Regions from separate parts of the Zea mays genome. Here region 2 is linked to region 1. A link is a contact called in public Hi-C data. All regions are on one chromosome and are shown on one strand. The core of a region is the stretch at or near the end of the contact, and the rest is flanking DNA. Distances in the headings are between cores, read along the strand shown. Region 1 holds the start of LOC100194106. Region 2 holds the start of LOC100037751 (tubulin alpha-1 chain-like).

Region 1 (3,295 bases), core at 265-2,764:
GCGCAGCGACGCACCTCGCTGCGGTTGGGAGTCCACCCCCCCACACAGCCACAGATGACAGACCCTGCCTGCGAATATCTTGGAAACAAACTAGAACAAATCTCGAGCAGATCTCTAGATTAGTCCGACGTTATTAGATCACCATTTCATAATCCCCGCTTGTCTAATACTACTCATAATGCTTCGACACTACATACGTGTACTCTTTTTATTTTATTTTTTTTGCTGCTTTTAGCTAGTGGCCCCATGCATGTGGGTTGGGCCCAAGTCATAATCCACCCGATCGAGGCATCTTTGCTGGCAAGCTACAGGCTGCACTGGCAATAAAAACGTACACCCAGAGCATTTTTTTTTTCAGATAATTCCATCATTTAATTCCCTCAAAAATAAACTGCACGAACCACTGATTTGTTGCCTACCGATGCGGCGATTATTTATTTTATCCCCGGTCTGCTGTGCAGCTTTTAGCTCTGATATGATGAGTGCTGCTGCTAGAGAAATTAAAAGCAATCGAGGTCGGTTTAAACGATTCAGGCTGAGCCAGTAATGAGTCGTCGTCTGTCGAGATATGACTGGAGGAGGGATGCTGACGAGAAAAATATCTCCCGAATGTTGCAACGGGTGCATCAAAAGAACCAAAACCTAAGTGCTATTCTTGTTTCATGCATGGTCTCATATATACACACACTTGAACACTGTACGATTAGGAATGGATTATAAGCATCCGAATTATATGATAAATTTAATATTTTAACATAGATATACATAAAATTTAGTGCTAGTCTTTAGTAATGCTGTTAAGAAATATTATGGAAGATAAGAATAAAAACTATACTTTTTTCATTGACGAAAAAGGTGAAAAAACATTCAAATCTAAATCCGTATCCGTATCTGAAATTTATACCAACTATTTAAAAACATATACAACGAAATTAAGATTTATTTTTTTATAAATCGTAATAAGCTCAACGCTAAAAACAATAATAATAATTTGCATAGCAAATTCTATTGTATGATATAAGGAAAACAATAACTATGGTAGCAATCAATTGGCTCATATATGAAGTATAGAAGATCAATACGAATTAACTAACCCATAATTAACTGAATTACCAGCTGACCTTGCACCCGGGGGGGGGGGGGCAACAGCACAAAAAAGGACAAAACAGTAGTAATTGCCTAAGCAACCCCTCCGCTGCGCTGACGCCATCATGAGGTAAGGCGATCAAATAAACATGGCCTACTTGCCAGGATGCTGTACAATACAAGGGAGAGGGCGCGCAATATAAAAAGTTTAGAGGAAGAGGGACGCGAGAATACTTTAGCCGCCATTTGCACAGTTGGATCGCAGCTCAAAGGAACCACCATTGCAATGCAAGGAGGAGCCGAGGAGGCCGAGTAGTCCACATTCACACCCAACCCAACCGCAATTAAAAACAGTGTGGCCCAACCCAACCCAGCCCAGTCCAGCCCGAGTGGTTATATAAGGCGATGCGGCATGTCCCATTCTCCCATCTCCATTGGTGCTGCCATTGTGAACGAAAGGGACCAGGCTATACGCCCCCTCTCCTCCAATCCAATCTCCACAGGTTGGTCGCACTCCCTCCCTCACAACACATACCATACCATACCATGATGTCACACCACTCCTCTCAGAATCAGATGCGCGCTCTTCCTTGCATCTCGTGCCACTCCAGCTAATTTATGTGTGTACGGAGTAGCACGCAGCTGATTCGCCTCTGCGCGCAATGCAGTGATCTCCCCCCCCCTCTCTCTCTCTCTACCTAACTCTTGTCTGTTGATGCTGTTCATCAGGACCTGTGCTGAGCTTTGGAGCAGCTAGTAATTAAGCCTAGAGCGCTAGCAGTCCTTTTGGATTTCGGTTCGGAAGCAAGGCGTGCCGGACTCCCAAATCCCAATCCCAAGCAAGCAGTGTGCAGATGGCAACGCAGTGGTTCTCCAACATGGTGAGTGATCCGGGTCCGTTACTGGTTGATGAGCTTGTCATCTGCCGTTCGATGGCAGCAGCTGATGGCCTGATGCTTCCTTTAATTTGCTGGCGCGCGCGCAGGTGATGGACGAGCCGAGCTTTTTCCACCAGTGGCAGTCCGACACGCTGCTGGAGCAGTACACGGAGCAGCAGATCGCGGTGGCGTTCGGCCAGGGGGAGCCGGTGGACCACGCCGTGGCGGCGGCCCTGGCGACGGCGATGCCCATGCAGCTGCAGCAGCCCGCGGCGGCCGAGCAGCCGCACCACCGCCCGCGCAAGGCGGCCAAGGTCAACACCAGCTGGGACTCGTGCATCACGGAGCAGGGCTCCCCCGCCGCGGACTCCTCCTCGCCGACCATCCTCTCCTTCGGCGGCCACACCGCGTTCGCCAAGGCGGAGCCGACGACGCACCAGCCGCCCAGCTGCGCCGGGTACTACGGCGCCGCCGCCGCCGCCGCGAAGGCGCCGAAGCAGGAGATGATGGACGCCGCCGCGATGCCGCCGTTCCAGCAGGCGCGCCCGGCCAAGCGTTCCTACGACGACATGGCCGCGGTGGCCGAGGCCGCCAACGCGCCGTCCGCCAACACGCGCCCGGCCTCCCAGAACCAGGACCACATCTTGGCCGAGCGGAAGCGCCGCGAGAAGCTCAGCCAGCGCTTCATCGCCCTCTCCAAGATCGTCCCTGGCCTCAAGAAGGTACGTAGGGCCAAATCCATGGCGACATGCCGCCGAGCGCGACTACTAGTACTAGCCAGCCAGTTCCGGTCAACTAACTGATTTGGATGGTGCTCGTCGCAGATGGACAAGGCATCGGTGCTCGGCGACGCGATCAAGTACGTGAAGCAGCTGCAGGACCAGGTGAAGGGGCTGGAGGACGACGCCCGGCGGCGCCCGGTCGAGGCGGCGGTGCTGGTCAAGAAGTCCCAGCTGTCGGCCGACGACGACGAGGGCTCCTCCTGCGACGAGAACTTCGTTGCCACCGAGGCTTCCGGCACTCTGCCGGAGATCGAGGCCCGGGTGTCGGACCGCACAGTGCTGGTCAGGATCCACTGCGAGAACCGCAAGGGGGTGCTCATCGCCGCCCTCTCTGAGGTCGAGCGCCTTGGCCTCTCCATCATGAACACCAATGTGCTCCCCTTCACAGCCTCCTCCCTCGACATCACCATCATGGCCATGGTGAGTCGGCTCGATCAATCACTATCTGTCTGCCATGCATGATAGAGTAACTCGTCATGTTGATGATGCTAACTCATCTGGCGATATTCCCGCAGGCTGGTGACGACTTCTGCTGGTCTGTCAAGGATA
Region 2 (3,295 bases), core at 569-3,068, 140 kb before region 1:
CAGTACCTGGGACACAAGCCTGTTGAGGTTGGTGTAGGTTGGGCGCTCAATGTCAAGGGATCGGCGGCAGATGTCGTAGATGGCCTCATTGTCCAGCAGTATAGCCACATCAGTGTGCTCGAGGAGGGAGTGGGTGGACAGTACACTGTTGTATGGCTCAACTACCGAAGTAGAAACTTGGGGGGAAGGGTACACAGTGAACCCAAGCTTGGATTTCTTGCCGTAGTCAACAGACAGGCGCTCTAGGAGGAGGGAACCAAGGCCAGAGCCCGTTCCTCCACCAACAGCGTTGAAGACGAGGAAGCCCTGGAGACCAGTGCAGTTGTCGGCAAGCTTCCTGATGCGATCAAGGCACAGGTCAACAATCTCCTTGCCAACTGCAAAACAAGGAATCAGGTTTAAATGAGATGTTCATTACAGAGCAAATATCAAGGAGCAGTGAAAACTGACGCTCAGATCAGATTACTTACTGGTGTAGTGACCACGGGCAAAGTTGTTGGCTGCATCCTCCTTCCCACTGATGAGCTGCTCAGGGTGGAAGAGCTGGCGGTAGGTGCCAGTTCTCACCTCATCGATGACAGTGGGTTCAAGGTCAACAAAAACAGCACGGGGCACGTGCTTCCCAGCACCAGTCTCACTGAAGAAGGTGTTGAAAGCATCATCACCTCCCCCAATGGTCTTGTCACCGGGCATCTGACCGTCAGCCTGAACAAAACACAAATGTAGTAGTGTTAATATGCGACTTAAGGAGTCTATGTAAAAAATACATGCCATCTACAGTAGTAGACCAGACAGATGCATGATCTTAAGGTAACACAGGCCTGAATCTCATATTTCAAACTATGACACACGATTCAAATGTCCTAGGGAGCCATGATTGAATCTCCGATTGCAAACACTTGAAATATGTGAACAGCATTTAGTCCTAGATAAAGCTAATAACAGCTAGGACTACATAACAACATGCCAGTCTCTATCCCATTTCTAACAGATTTAAACAGAAAAATGCAAATTGGGTTAAGGTGCCTAAGAGTGACGTGTATTCGTTTTTTTTACAGAATTAATAACAGTATGAATGGATGCATTGTGGGCATGGAACTTAGCCTGTGAAAATTCATCAAGGCTCACATCAAATTAACACTAAACATACTATAGTCTGTATTTGTACATCAAGGCTCACATATCAACAGGCAATACGGAACTTAGCCTATGAAAATTCAAAGATCCAAACTGACAGTACATTTAAACGAATTCTGGGCACTCAGATCTACCACGCACGTGGGTTTCGGGTGATCCCTATTCAAATTCTACGTATCAAAATTCCAGTTCAAAAACAATTGCAATCTCGCTCAGACACCAGTTCTCCGGATCAGACCTAGCAAACCCGGATCCGGGTAGCCACCATTACATGCATCCAGATCCGTACAGATCTACCGATTTGAAACGTCATTTCCTCCGGCGGATTCAGCCCCACCAAAAATCCAGCAAATATTAGCGATGAAACCCCCATACCGATTATAGATCTACCTCAACAGAGGGAGAACGGGGGAGGGAATGACGGATCGTTACCTGAATGCCATGCTCAAGGCAGTACAGCTCCCAGCACGCGTTTCCGACCTGGATACCGGCCTGGCCGATGTGGATCGAAATGCACTCCCTCATGGTGTCGTCGTACGGGTGGAGCGGCGGCCGGCGGAAGGAATTGGGAGAAGGGGGAAAGGTTTGAGCCGCGGAGGTAGGCGAGTACGAAGACGCCTATCTCTGCGATGCTCAATTAGGGTTACGCCTGCTCCCACTCGTCTCGCTTTATAGAACAGAACGACAGCCTGGGCCACGAGCCCACGATGGAGTGCCAGCGCAAGCGAGGGAAGGGGGCGGTGTTTTTTCGTTTGAGCCCCTGAGATTTTGATTGTTTTAATGGTTCGTGCTCCACGTCCGTTCAACGGTCGGTTGGTTCGTGACACAGTACCTGGGTCAAGAGCGGACATGTACTGGCTACGGAAATCGAAACCTTGCAGGGCATTACGAGCAAAATATTTCAAAAATACATTTCTTTTTGTTGATACCTGAGTTCTCACCACCAAACTGTCACCGCTTCCTATTATTACGAATAAGGGATAGTTTGGGAGTTAAAAAAACAGAGGAAATTAGAGTAGTTAAATTCACCTTATTATTTAATTTTGAATAAGAAGAAAAATTTAACCCATTTTGCGGCATCTAAACTAGTCGTAAGTGTACCTAAATTCTTAACCTAGTTTTATATTTGACTATTTCACTTACTTATCTTCAAAACTGGTTGTTTAATCTCCACAACTTTACAAAACCACATAAATAATCCATTAGACAATTTTAGTTGATAGTTTTAAATTTTAATAACGTGACACTGATTTAAATGACACCAGTTTTATATTTTTTTAATTCTATTTTCTATTGGTGTCCAAAATGTATACAACTTCACAAAAATTCGGTGCCACCAAAAAATTATTGCGGTATTTACTCGCCCTCACTTGTCTCTCAACCAAACACTATAGAAATTGTCACTTGTCTCTGAACCAAACACTATAGAAATTGTGGCATTCCTCTTTCATCCCTTCTTAGGTATTTATCTCGTCCTCACTTGTCTCTCAACCAAACACTATAGAAATTATGACATTCCTCTTTCATCCCTTCTTATACATTCAACCAAACACACCCTTAAGGATCAAAAACATATTTTGGATCCAAAAACATATTTACGAAGTTCATGATCTAAGTGGCAACCCTTGACAAGTTCATGATCTAGATGGCACCTTAGACAAGTTTAAACGTCGCTGAAGCATTTAACTCATAACGCAATCCTGATGCTTGACAGGCCTCAAAATTCCCAGCGGCGTATGAGTGATGACATTACGACAACAACACAATCCACCGAGGCGCATAACAGTTTTCCAATATCGAGAAGCAATAATGTAGTGTAGACAACCATCCATAACGACGTTCTTAATAACCCAGTGGCACAGCGGGGCGGACATAACCAGAAAGTCTTACAACATCAGGTGTTGCAAACCACAACGGGGACAAGAGCAGCACACAAGCCTGACGATGACCGCATCAGGATACTTCTAGTACTCATCACCATCATCACCTTCCTCACCCTCATCAAACTCAGCACCAACCTCCTCGTAGTCCTTCTCGAGCGCTGCCAGATCCTCACGGGCCTCAGAGAACTCGCCCTCCTCCATACCCTCACCGACATACCAGTGCACGAAGGCACGCTTGGCGTACATGAGGTCGAACTTGTGGTCGATGCGGGAGA

Evidence for each region. Hi-C and Micro-C count contacts between places; a contact is called where the count stands out from the background.
Region 2: a contact with region 1 is called in a Hi-C map of endosperm, with 1.8 times the contacts expected there. The contact joins the promoter of LOC100037751 here to the promoter of LOC100194106 in region 1. A contact is called at or near these places in 3 of 25 Hi-C or Micro-C datasets (endosperm, root tip and tassel).

Annotation. Positions count from the first base shown.
Region 1 is chr1:277,471,076-277,474,370 of Zm-B73-REFERENCE-NAM-5.0, reverse strand. LOC100194106 reads left to right here and starts at 1,514. Exons shown (of 5, transcript NM_001329706.1): 1 at 1,514-1,589; 2 at 1,816-1,967; 3 at 2,072-2,686; 4 at 2,789-3,166; 5 at 3,262-3,295. The coding sequence starts at 1,941.
Region 2 is chr1:277,610,878-277,614,172 of Zm-B73-REFERENCE-NAM-5.0, reverse strand. It overlaps LOC100037751 (tubulin alpha-1 chain-like), which reads right to left and starts at 1,818. Exons shown (of 4, transcript NM_001308507.1): 1 at 1,570-1,818; 2 at 471-705; 3 at 7-377. The coding sequence starts at 1,662. LOC103643947 (tubulin alpha-2 chain-like) reads right to left here. Exons shown (of 4, transcript NM_001397163.1): 4 at 2,903-3,295. The coding sequence ends at 3,102.